Linked DNA regions of Pan troglodytes: region 1 is linked to region 2. A link is a contact called in public HiChIP or PLAC-seq data. All regions are on one chromosome and are shown on one strand. Each heading gives the region's core, a stretch centred on a gene start, on an enhancer-like site or on the middle of the called end of the contact. The rest is flanking DNA. Distances are from core to core; before and after follow the strand shown. Region 1 holds the start of SLC4A8 (solute carrier family 4 member 8). Region 2 holds the start of SCN8A (sodium voltage-gated channel alpha subunit 8).

What was found. HiChIP or PLAC-seq counts read pairs in DNA pulled down with a chosen protein or histone mark.
Region 1: a contact with region 2 is called in an H3K4me3 HiChIP or PLAC-seq map of stem cell-derived excitatory neurons, with 4 times the contacts expected there. The contact joins the promoter of SLC4A8 here to the promoter of SCN8A in region 2. A contact is called at or near these places in 1 of 7 Hi-C or Micro-C datasets (stem cell-derived neural progenitor cells) and 1 of 1 datasets of contacts at active chromatin or transcription factors (stem cell-derived excitatory neurons).

Annotation. Positions count from the first base shown.
Region 1 is chr10:44,437,482-44,444,020 of NHGRI_mPanTro3-v2.0_pri, forward strand. SLC4A8 (solute carrier family 4 member 8) reads right to left here and starts at 2,853. Exons shown (of 23, transcript XM_054663326.2): 1 at 2,627-2,853. The coding sequence starts at 2,674. It overlaps LOC129136535 (a long non-coding RNA gene), which reads left to right and starts at 2,979. Exons shown (of 2, transcript XR_008538304.2): 1 at 2,979-3,175; 2 at 5,464-5,742.
Region 2 is chr10:44,278,306-44,284,713 of NHGRI_mPanTro3-v2.0_pri, forward strand. SCN8A (sodium voltage-gated channel alpha subunit 8) reads right to left here and starts at 4,474. Exons shown (of 23, transcript XM_063785628.1): 1 at 4,369-4,474.

The DNA.
Region 1 (6,539 bases), core at 1,603-4,102, 160 kb after region 2:
ATAGAAGGTTTAATTGGTCATTGCCAGTCAGTTGACTGTCTCTCCCCCAAGTCATCCCCATTTCCTTTCCTCCTTCTACCCTCATTCTCTTTTCCTCCCTATCTCTCAAATTTCCATTTGCCTATTACCTGACTCCAGCCTTCATGAGGTCCTACTGTTCCCATTGTATTCCTTTTCTTCTCCTCACCCTACCACCCAAGAAAGTTTCACAAACTAGATATAAAGGAGATATTTTCTATCCTACTCCAGAAGTACTCAAGAATTACTAATTTCACAGAACACTAACAGAAACCTAAGGGTCATGATGCCCTCAATAATACAACCTGTAAACATTCTGCATGTTAAGGACACTGTATCCTCACATTCATTCCAACCTATTCTCCCCACTGCAGCCAAAGAAATCTTTCAGTAGGAAAATCTGGGCCGGGCACGGTGGCTCACGTCTGTAATCCCAGCACTTTGGGAGGCCGAGGCGGGCAGATCACGAGGTCAGGAGATCAAGACCATCCTAGCTAACACGGTGAAACCCCGTCTCTACTAAAAATACAAAAAATTAGCCAGGCGTGGTGGCAGGCGCCTGTAGTCCCAGCTACTCCGGAGACCGAGGCAGGAGAATGGCGTGAACCTGGGAGGCGGAGCTTGTAGTGAGTGGAGATCGCACCACTGCACTCCAGCCTGGGCGACAGAGCAAGACTCCATCTCAAAAAAAAAAAAAAAAAAAAGAAAGAAAAAAAAAGAAAATCTGTTCATGATCTCATTTGCTCTCTCATGCCCTCTCTCTCTCTCCCGGTTAGGAGAGACCCCCTCTCTCCCCTTTCCCCTCTACTTAAACCCCTTCAGTGGCTTCCCCTTGTTCCTCAGATAAATGTCAACTTCCTCAGCATGGGCTCCAAATGGCCCTGTGTGTTATAACCCCAGAACACATCTCATATACCATTCCCCTCATCGCTCCTTGTTGCTGCACCACACTGGCCTTATTTCAGGTCTCTAACCAGGTGTGTCCCCCTCTGCCACAGGTCTTTTGTGTAGCTGTTCTCTTTGCCTCTCAGGCCCTGTGATCCCCCTCTTCCCTCAGTTAACATTTATTCATCCTTTAGCTCTTTGCCCAGATTTTCTTCCTTAGCAAAATCTTCTCTGAGACCATGTCTGGAACCACTGTTATACACGCTTACGGCACTGCCTATCTTTCTTCAAAGCATTTATCACAGTTTATGATATTTATTTGTGTGATATTTGATTAAAAATAGTACTTCTCCCCTCCCCCACTAAATGATACGCTCCAGGAGGGCAAGAACATTGCCTATTTTTTCTTACCATTGTATCCCAAACAGAGATTGAATACATTTAATAGGCTTTAAGGGGGTTAGATATGCATTTTCCAAAATCTTAGATATTGTTCTTTTCAGACAGAGCAAGGAAAGAAGGATGTATCTTCTATTAATAGTAGCAAACTATTAACCAGGAAGAAGAGGAGAGAGTCAGTGTCTGATATTCATTTTGTTGCAAACTCAGGATATTTTCCCTGCCTCCTCCGGGAAACCATCCCTGAGGTCAACATGGCACTTGTTTCCAAGACGTGTCATCCTCCCTGAGATGGCCCATTACCCTCTTCAGAGCCCTGTACTTCAGACTTGCCTCCTCTTCCAGCCCTCTTTCCAAGGCAGAAACCACACCATCTGATTGCACAGGAAACGGGGAGTGAGAATTCAGTGGGCTGCCACTCATTCACTAAGTGTCACACAATAAACATTACTCCACAAAGCCCTTTCACAAACAGCACTTCGTCTGATCCTCAAAACAACCCTGTGAAGCAAACAAAAAAGACATAACTATTCCCATTTTAATAGCTGGGGAAACTGAGGTTCAAAGAGGCAAGTGACTTACTCAAGGTCACAAAGTTTGTGTGAGGCAGAGGTAGGATTTCAAACTACAGACTCTAACACTTAGTCCAATGCTTTTCCTTACATTAGCCGCCCCAACAGTTCTAATACCAGTTACTTAACCTTGGTTTTTTAATTCCCTTAAATAAGCACCTGTTCCTGACCCCTCCACACATCCTCAGCCCAGTTTGCAGTCCCTACCCAGAAGTTTTCAGGTGTCTGTTCAATGGGGCAGAGGGAGTCACAAACCGGGTCACCCTATCAGGGATTGGTCCCAGCCTCCAGAGTCTTTTCTGGCTTTTCCTCTGAACCACTGAGGAACCAGGAACCCCCAGAAATAAAAACACAAAGAGAAGACGTGCCCCACCAGAGCAAGGTCCCTGCTACCCTTTCTGCCCACGTTCTGGCAGGACAACGCGAGGCCAGACGCCGGCCCCTTCCAACAGAAAGACGCGAGGAGGACAAGAGGTCGCCGCCCGCCGGCTGTCAGGGCTCCTGGGCGGGCGGCGCAAGGGATGCGGCAGAGATGGGCCAGATCCCAGGTTTGGCCCAAGGTCACTCTCTCGCAGCCCTGGCCTGGTCCCCAACCGCCCGGAGCGCCCCCTGGTGTCCCGGGCTGGCCTCCCCTCGCCCTCAGGGAGCGGCCTGGGAAGCCTGGGCTCGGGGGCAGAAGGAAGGAGGGTGGGCAGAGGATGAGGAGGCTGCGCCCCGGGGAGGAGCGGGAGGCGCGGGAGGCGGGGCCCTACCTGATAGCTGAGGACGCCGTCCGGCTCGTTACTCCCGGCGGCCGGCATGGCGGAGCCGAACTAGGTCTCCCCCACGGGCTCCAAGCCAAGCATCAGCAGCCCGCGCCCTCTGGTCGGATCTGAGCAGATCACTCGAACGGCGACCCCTACCCCGGAGCCAACGGTCAACCATCAACCGCCGCCGCCTCCATAGCCACCGGCCCGCGAGGCATCCGCCGCAACCAATCAGCGAGAGGCCTGCGCAGCCAATCAGGGCGCGGAGCACGGGAGGACGCTGTCCGGCGGTACCCTGGGCTACCGCGGGGAGGGGGAGGAGCCGGGGAGCCAACCGCTCCCGGGCCCGGTTGCCTTGGAAACCGCCTCCCTCCCTTCAGGGGCCTCTGGGCGTGAAGGTCCTTCCAACTGCTTGCTAGAAAATCTCTGCTTCTATTTGCAGCTGCACCTGACCCTTGAAAACTGGGAAAGTGTCGGTTTTGCCTATTCTGATTTCATTCCTTGGGAGATGATGTTTAAATTCCGGGGAAACATCCTTCGCGATTGCAGGAGGAGGTAATTGCGGATGAGGGGAGAGGGCCTTCTAAAATTAATTGTTTTTCCTTGAGCTAATGGCCAGATTAAAGAGCATTAAATTGAAGAAGGCAGGCAGTGTCAGGCCCCCTCACAGTCTCACTATGACTTAGGTCTTCTTCTTGAGTCTCAAGTCAGAAGCAAAACACACGGACAGGGTTGAGCTAAGGATGACTGTTGAAGCAATTCCACAAAAAGGCTTCGAACTTTTCCAGGAAATGATCTAAGGCAAATTATTATTTAGCAACAGAACTACTGACCTAACACAAGGTTAGAATATCATGAATAATGCATTAAATTTGATTTGGATTTATAAGAAAAGAGAGGCTGGCTAAAATCGAAGCAACCCTCTCTCCTCAAGAAAAAGAAAGGTATCTTTTGGGTTTTTTTTGGTTTTTTTTTTTTTTTTTGGAGACGAAGTTTCACTCTTGTTGCCCAGGCTGGAGTGCAATGGCGTGTTCTTGGATCACTGCAACCTCCGCCTATCCAGTTCAAGCGATTCTCCTGCCTCAGCCTCCTGAGTAGCTGGGATTACAGGTCCCCACCACCACGCCCAGCTGATTTTTTTGTATTTGTAGTAGAGACGGGGTTTCACCATGCTGGCCAGGCTGGTCTGGAACTCCTGACCTCAGGTGATCTGCCCGCCTCAGCCTCCCAAGGTGCTGGGATTACAGGCGTGAGCCATGGCACCCGGCCATGGGGCCTTTTGTTTTATATGCACTATCATACCAGACTTCAGGTAGGTCCAAATTGGGGTCAGGGGAAGAATTGTTGCAAATAATTCTCAGCCCCTAAAGAAGCTACAGTTGGGGAAGGTAGTCTGATACATGTTAAAAGTTTCCACCCCTGCTTACCATCCTTTGTGTTGGTCCTGAAATTGGAAACAAGGTTGGGCTTCAGTATCCCTGAAGCAGAATTGTATTTCTGATGTCCTGTATAAGCCTCCTGTCTAGTCTCTGCGTTTTAGTGTTCATTGCCACACACTCCATCAATCTCTTTACTAATCCTGTCATCTTGAATCTGGAATTCACATCCTACCCTCATCCCCATTTTTGTCCATCAAAATCTTAACCATCCTTCAAAGTTAATCTCAAAAGCCACCCTCTTCCAAGAAGCCTTTCTTTATTCTACTGTCCCTGATACCCCTAACAGATGTCATCTCACCCTCCCCAGAATTCTCAAGGCACTTCATACCTTTCTTATAGCAGTTGTCATGCTGTGGTTATTTAAGTACTTTATATGTTGACTTTAGCTTACTAAAATATTATAAGTTCTTTGAAAGCAATGATTATTTTTCTTATGCCCTTCTGTATACTCAACAGAGCCTCAACCAATCCCAGGCACATAGAAAGTACTTAGTAAATATGAATGCTTTTAATTCAATCTAATAAAAAATGTATTGAACACCTACTAATGAACAGGCCCAAGTAACACTGTAGAGGCAGAGAAATCTAAAATATATATCTCCAAGGGAGCTTAACAGGCTTATCAGGGAAACAGGATATATGTTAATGAGTAATATTATATAAACCATGAAGATTGCAAAAATTCAGAAGAGAAAATGATCTTCAGGAAGGTTTCACAGAGGACATAGATTTGAGTTAAGTCTGAAAACATGGGTAAGATTTAGCTGACCCAAGGTAAGAAGAGCAAGCATCTCAAGTCTTAGGCAAAGACTTAAGAATAATAATGCACATGGCCCATTCAGGGTAGCCACAATTTGGGCCAAAGCAGAAAGTTATTGAGAAGAGCAGTGGGAGGTAATAGTTGTGATAGAGAAAGGCTGTGGGCTGGGCATGGTGGCTCACACTTGTAATCCCAGCACTTTGGGAGGCCAAGACAGATGGATCCCTTGAACCCAACAGTTCAAGACCAACTTGGGCCAACATGTAGAAATTCCATCTCTATTTTTAAAATACAAAAAAATTAGCCAGGCATGGTGGCATGCACCTGCAGTCCCAGCCCCTCAGGAAGCTGAAGTGGGAGGATCACCTGAGCCCAGGAGAGGCTTCAGTATACCACTCCACTCCAGCCGAGGTGACAGAGTGAGACCCTGTCTCAAAAAAATAAAAAATAAATAAAATAAAAGGCCATGATCAAATTGTGGAGATCTGGCTAATTCATTCAGACTTTATTTTTCTTATATGATAAAAAGCAGGATGCTGAAGGCTTTAGGGAAAACTTCCACACACCAGAACCTGGGTTTAGTGGTATAAATGCATTGTGTCATTTAATAGTCATAATGTCTCTACTCTTTTTCTATTTCACAGGTAAAAAACTGAGGCTCAGTGAAGTTAAGCAACTTACTCAAGGTCAGGCAGTCATGAAGCTGGGATTCCATCATTCATCTATTAATTCAAAACACTTTTGCTGAGAACCTATGTATCGTGCCCTATGTTAGGTGTTGGGAAAACAGCAATTAAGACAGTGTCCTTGGCCTCATAAGCCTTACAATCAAGTGGGAGAAAGTAAACAAGTCATCAAACAAGATAATCGCTAGTTATAATCACTACTGTTAAGTAAATAAAGGGTTATGTGATCAAGAGTAACTGGCATGGGATAGGGAGAGCTTCTCTGAGGAGGTGGGGAAAGATTCACCTGAGGAGACGAGTCAAGAACAAGCTCTCTGATTCTAGAGTTCTTGACCACTATGTTGTATTGGCCTATAAAAATTGTACCATCTCCAAAATCTGCCCTTAGGGGAGAATGGATTAGAGGGGGAAACCTGAGGCAGGGCGTCAGAAAGACTGACTCTAGCAACGTGGTAATTCAGGAGCCAAGGATGGTGGCCAAAGGAAAGATGTGCCCACATCCCCCACTCCCCTGGAAGGCAAGTCCCAGCCATGGCAGAAGTGGAGTAGGTAGGGTAGGGAAAGGAATTGAGAAGTAGTGGTGATTCCTGGGAGGACTGGTGGATCTGACTTCTCTCCAGTACAAATGTGGAAAAAGTCAGAGCCTCTGGCCCTTGACTCCAGGGTCAAGAGCCCCATCTTCTGGCCTATTGTGCAAATTACAAAAGGAAGTAGGCCACAGAGGCAGCAGCTAAGGCTGCTGCTATCTGGGGCACTGCAGAAGACAGGCTCTATCCTCCCAGGGATGATTTGGTCTCTCCTTCCCAGAAAAAGCTGGTTCGCTTGGCTCTAAGCACGAGGCTCCTAACATCTACTGCTCCTTACCCTGGTTGGAAAAGCTCAAACACATGGCTCTCAGCCTGGCTGGAAGACAAGTCCTAGTGGAGCTGGGGGTATTCAGCCAAGGACATCACCTCACACTGATTATTTTTCTAAAGAAATCAGAAAAAAACAGCAGAACAGAATTCAGAGCCTTCTTGAATCTTCAGTCAGCC
Region 2 (6,408 bases), core at 3,224-5,723:
TTCCAGAAACCTTCTCCTTTGTCTTTTGACTGCATTTACTTCCCATTCTTGCACAAACTATTCTTTTTCAGGTTAAATCACTGGGCTGGCCCTAACAGACTGCCATACATTTCCGCAATTAATAAACTTACAGGGTAAGAGTTCTGTTTCCTTCGACACCTTAATAGCCACAGTTTTTGAGCACGGTATTATTTTTTAAGCTGGTGCTCGCCAGCTTAGAGAGGCATTGTACTAGTGTTCAGTTCAGTGCCTTATATATAGTAGGTGCAGAGTGAGACTATTTGTTGATTCATTGATTAAGAAAAGGTTTATTGATTCCTCAGTTAATGTGCTAAATATAAACAAAGAGACTTTACGAGTGAAGTCCAATTCTATGAGTGAATTCTTTCACATTAAAGTTTTTTTTGGAACATTTCTAAAGGATTAAGAAAAAGGTAAATTGAGATACAACAATCTGTTTAAGTCCCTAAATGCCTAGCAAGTGAACTATAAAATTAAGAGCTTAAAGAGCTCAGTTTTAAAATACTATCATTCTGGATAACTTTACAAGCGCTTCTTTCCCTCTCTATGGGAAAAAAAAGACTGGAAAAACATAATAAAACACAGATAATTGTTTTGCTTATGGTAGAAGCAAAGATGGTAAGGATGGTAAAACTAGGATGACTTTTTCCCTGTTTTTACATATATTAAAACTTTTCTGCAATAAGTATGTATTTTTATAATTATGGTAACTGATCTCACTCTGGATATACTTTGGATTTTTGACACTTTCTATATAGTATAGCTTTAGTGTCCTTAGATATAATCCATAGGAATTGAATATTCATTAATTCAAGCATGTGCCTTCTAGAACAATTTGTTACATAATACCAGCACATTAAAGATAATTATTTTTCTTTCCATTCACAGAATGTTTTTCTTGCTTTAGGTGGACATGTCTCTATTTTTGCATTCTTTTCAAGTAAGTGCAAGTTTCTTGTATGTTCTCTACAGAAAAATGGTTCTCGATCTTTTCTTGGAAACAAGCACAAGAATGGCATTTACCCCTGATATAGCCCCAATTTATATGTCTTTCAACTTTATGTATATTACCTTTTCAATAAGATTAAAATACTTTGATCACAGTGGAATCCAAATGGAATGAGCTACGTTATGTGGCAGTAAGTTCCCTACCAACGGATGTATTCAAAGCAAAGATCTCCCATAAAGGAGATTCCTGTATTGGGTGGGAGGTGGTACCATGTGAATTTTATGGCCTCCTTCCTATTTTATGATTTTAAAATAGTTTTTTGGACAAATCGACTTTAGTAATACTGACCTCTGCTGTGTCAAGTGCCTTTCCCAGTTCACTATTCAAATCAACCCACAGAAGACGCTTTTCTGATCCAGTTTAATTTAGCCAGCTATCGGATTACTTCTTGTGGAGACCAAGAATATTAACAGTTGCTTGCTATTTGAAATGACTGAAGTGTGCTGAAATAATGCAGTCAGCAAAATGTCACTTATGGCTTACATATGGATCTGTTGCAGCCTGTAAAACATTGTCTCCATGAGGGACAGCCAAAATGAAGAGTTATGTGGGAGTAATAAAATATGATAACTAGGCCTCAACCTCAAGTACAAACCCAGCTGCGCATGTACATACACATCCACGAGAAAGCCTGCTGATAATAAAAAGCAAAAAAAAACTCAATCATGTCCAGCGTGTGTGCACTTCGCCGCAGAACTGGTCGGGGAACTGTCCTTTCAGCACCACAGCAAGAAACCTGAGTACAAGCCTAAACACAGGCAACCCAAAGCTGGACCAGGAGAAAAATTTGTTAAGGGTCCTACAAGGAAAGCAACAGCAACCGTATGGTTGTTTTTAAGGACGCTGTATTCCACTTGATTATCCTTTATTAATTTAAAACAAAATCCTCCAAAGATTTTGATAAAAGTTGACAAAACCCCAAATGAAAACCAAAGCTGCTCAAACTGAAGCCAAGAAACCAATAACCGATCTGCACCATTATGAACTGCTTTGCAATACCCACCACCAGCTCTACTCAGAAACACATTTACATATACCCTGAATCAGATGTTCAGAGAACACGGAACATGCTTGCAGCCCTCTCCAGGGAGGACCTCAATTTCTAGGACAGGGAATGCGTGCTGAACACCAAAGGATCACTACCCACAACCACCACCTCACCAACCAGCAACCAAATCCTCTTTCAGGGAGAAATGAAGGCCTTATGGGTCATGAGCTCCAAAGAAAAATGCTGCAGTATTTCAAGAACCAGGTTACATGTAATGTGCTATAAAGCTTTCAGCATTTTAAGTCTGATTCCCCCAAGATTCCTACCAGGATGGTACCGTGTGGTAATGTTATCCAGCCATTTGCATCACAAATCAAAAAAAAATTTTTTTTTGAGAAAAGAATAAAAGCACAACATCCCCCCCCCCCCACATCTTCTAATGCACGTGGAGAAAAGAGAAGTGCAGAGGGATTTTGAGACAGTGAAAAACCTACCACACCCGAAATCTCCATTGGAAAGCTAAAACATCCCCCAGCCCTAACACACTGCTACCTCTCTCTAAAGGCTCTCCAGGTTCAAACTTGAGAAAACAGTTATAAAAAGCACTCTCCCCCTTTACCCCCATGGCCCCCACCCACACTTCCTGCTTCCATCCCTGACTCTCTGGTGCCCACTGTGCATGCAAAGCAGTTTTCCTTGTGTGGCAGAGCTTGCTCCATGCTAATTATTTCTCCCTCCCCCTGACTTCAGCCAGATGCAATCCAAAGTTTCTTCTACCCTCCCCCCAAACAGATGACATCCATTTATTATGAACGCTGATGCAGAACCTTGGAATCTCCGGACATAAAATGTATTCCCTCATGCTTCAAAAACTGCAGTGTAAGTGAGGAAGAGGGCATAGGGTGGAGTAGTCGGATGGAATGCATGGTTTGAAGAATCCTATTTATCGGGCTGAAAAATGGTTCCCATTCCATCCCAACTCGAAGCTGGGGCCCCTGAAAGGGTCTGACAGTCCTGGCTAACCCCTGGAAAGTTAGCCAAGTCTCCACCGGTGGTTGTTGCTGGCAATGGAGGGGATGGAGCTGAGCTCTCAGGAGAAACTGCAGAGGCTTTGCGGTGCCCCAAGGTACCAAGTGAGAACTAGAGAGGAGGGTCCAAGCCCACGGAGCTGGGCAAACAGTCCTGTACCCCAACGCTAACAAGAAGCCAAGGGTGCTGCTGCTGATGGTAAGGTGGGGGAGGGAGAGGAGAGGAACAAGCTCTGCATCGGGTGGCGTAGGGGTGGGGGTGGGGGTGGGGGTGGGATGGGGGAAGGGGATATTCTCAAAGTGATGTGCTTCCAAATGCAGGAATCCTCGCCTGCCGAGGAAGGTCCCGGGAGCCCCCATCACAACTCCAGAGCACCCTGTTGGGAGGGGGACGAACGCATCCGAGTAAAGGACAGAGGGAGTCGGGAGTGCTGGCTGCGGGAAGAACCCAGGAGCCCTTGGCTTCTGCAGTTTTTAGCAGTGTGAAGCCGGCTGAGGGAGAAGGATGCAGTAAGACATGGGGGAGGGGGAAGGCTGAGGGGCTGCTGTAGGAAGATCCCGACAGCGCTGCCCTTCCCAGTGCAAGCCGGCTAGGGGCCCCAACTCTGCCCGGCACTGAGGGAGGGATGGAGGGCTGCACCGCGGAAGGGGCACCAAGGACGGGCCGTGTCCCTCACTGTAGCCGAGACGGAGAAAGCAGGGTGTCCGGGGTGGGGACTGGTGGTCCTCAGTTCTCTTAAGAGACCCCCGGTACACACAGAAGAAGGAAGCAAGAGTTCCAAACACCTGTCCAAAACAAGGAGAGCAGAGCCCCAGCTCCACGGCCCCTCGAGCCCCGCCGCGCACTCTGCGGCAAAGCCCCTGACTGGAGATGGGCGAGCCCCGCTCAAGGGTCCCGAGGCGAGAAGGGAAACCCGGAGGGCAGGAAGCAGCGCCAGGGCGGGGGCTCTGGGGCGACTTACGGCAGCGGCGGCGGCGAGGGAGGCAGCTGCGGCCCTAACGCGGGGCCCGGGAGGCGCGGCCGGACTGCAAAGGCGCCGAGGATGCGGCGGGCGGGACTGCGGTGGGCGCCATCTTGGAGCGCTCCCCGCGCCCGCCCCCCGCACCGCCCGAGTCCTTGCATAATTGATGACTCGCGCCCGCCGCGCGCCACCGCGCGCGCGCCCCTACCGCCGGGCCCCCCGCCCGCCTCGCCCCCGCGCCGACCCCTCCGCGCGCGCCCCCTGCCCGGGCCGGCCCCGGCCCGCAAGCGCCGCTGCCACCGCCCCCGCCCCCTCCCTGCGCTTCGCGCCCGCCCGCCCGCGCCCCCGCGGCCCACCTACCCCTGCAGGGCGCGCCCGCTCGCCCGCTCGCCTGCAGCGCGCCGCCCGCCCGCAGGCTCTCAGACTCGCGTCTCCGCGCCGCCGGGAGCGGATCAGGGGCAAGAGGGAACAGGGCGCCGGCAGGGGGCGCCGCGCGGGAGCGCCAGCGAGCGTCCCCGGGCCCGCCTCCAAGACGCCCCCGCCGAGCCGCCGGGAGGGGCCGCGGGCTGAGGGCCGGGACCCGCCGCGAGACGCCGGCTGGCTGCTCGCCAGCGCCGGGCGGCGAGACCCGAAAGCTGTCGTGGTGACCCGCGTGCTCTGTGGCCCGCGTCAGTGCCAAGTCTTACCTTTCTCCTGCCCCCCAACAGTGCCGCGCTCAGTGAAGTTTCTGACATCCAAAAGCGCAGGGAACTCAATTTACAGGATCTTGGGCCCACTGAAAAAACGAGAAGTCAATCAGCGGCAGGTGGAGGCTCGTGTTTCAGCCCACAGGGACCTGCTGCCAGGAGCGGGGAGGCGCTGCCTCCCTGACAGCCCCCAGGCCACCTCAGTCTTTCCGATCCTCAGTCTGTCCATCTGTAAAGTAGGCATGAGCATTTCAACCGCTCACTCCACCCTCGCGAGGATCTAGGTAATGAGTGCCAGAGCTCTTGGCACTTTACTGTGCCTCTCCTCTACTTAATATTTTCCTACCACCAATCACAAGAGGGAAAAAGGGTGTAACAACCTCTCCAAACCTCAGTGTTCTCGTCTGTAAAAGGAAACAATCACAGTAGCAACCTTATAAACTTCTTGTTTGTACTAACGGGGAGCATGCACTTCACACATTGCTAACACAGCCAGGCACATGGTATGCTTATCACATAATGTGCCCTCTACAATACATTTAAAATTAGCTTTACTGGGGTATATTTGCGTGTGTTTAGATTGTACAATTTTGACTTATGTGTGCACTCATGAAACCATCACCACCAAGGTAATGAACACACCCATCACCTCCAAAAATTTCTCCGTGTGCTTCTTTGTAATCACTCCCTGCATCGCTCGCCCCCACACACCCTCTCCAGGCAACCACTGATCTTCTTTCTATTACTGTACATTGGTTTGCATTTTCCGGAATTTTAAATAAATGGAATCATACAGTACAAACTCTCTTTTTTGTATGGCTTCTTCCACTCGGCATAATCGTTTTGAGATTATTCAGTCGTTGCCTATCAAGAGTTCTTTTTTACTGCTTAGTAGTATTCTTTATGGGGATACACCACAATGTGTTTATCCAGTCACCTGTTGATGACATTTAGGTTATTTCCAATGTTTGTCCGTTACGAACAAAGCTGTTATGAGCTTTCGTGTGCAGGTCTTTGTATGGATATATATGCTTTCGTTTCTTGTGGGTATAAATATCTAGGAATGGAATAACTGAGTCCTGTCTTAGGTGTATATTTAACATATTAAGAAAGGGCCAAACTGCCTTCCAAAGTGGTTGTGCCTTTCCATTCCTACTAGCAGCATATGAATTTCAGTTGTTCTACATCCTCACCAACATTTGGAGTGATCAGTCTTTTTAATTTTAGCCATTTGAATAGATGTGTAGTTTTATCTCGCTGTGGGTCTGTCGTCCATTTCACTAGTGACTAAAGATGTTGAACATCTTTTCATGGACTTGTCATCTGTAAATCCTCCTGGCGAAGTGTCTCTTCAAGTCTTTAGCCTATTTAAAAATTGGTGGGTTTTTTTCTTGTTAATTGAGTTTTACGAGTTGTTTATATATCCTGGCTGGGCTCAGTGACGCATGCCTGGTGTCCCAGCTACTCTGGACACTGAGCAGGAATAATTGCTTAAACCTAGGATTTCAAGTCCAGCATGGACAACACAGGAGACTCTGATTCTAAAATTTTTTTAAAAAAATTAAAGAGTTGTTTATATATTGTGGATACAAATCTTCTGTCAGACATGTGATTGGCAAATATTGCTTCCCAGTTTAGGCTTATCTTTTTATTCTTTTTACTCTCTTAAGAGTGTTTTTCCAAAAGCAGAGGTTCTTCAGCCAGTTCTCCTGGT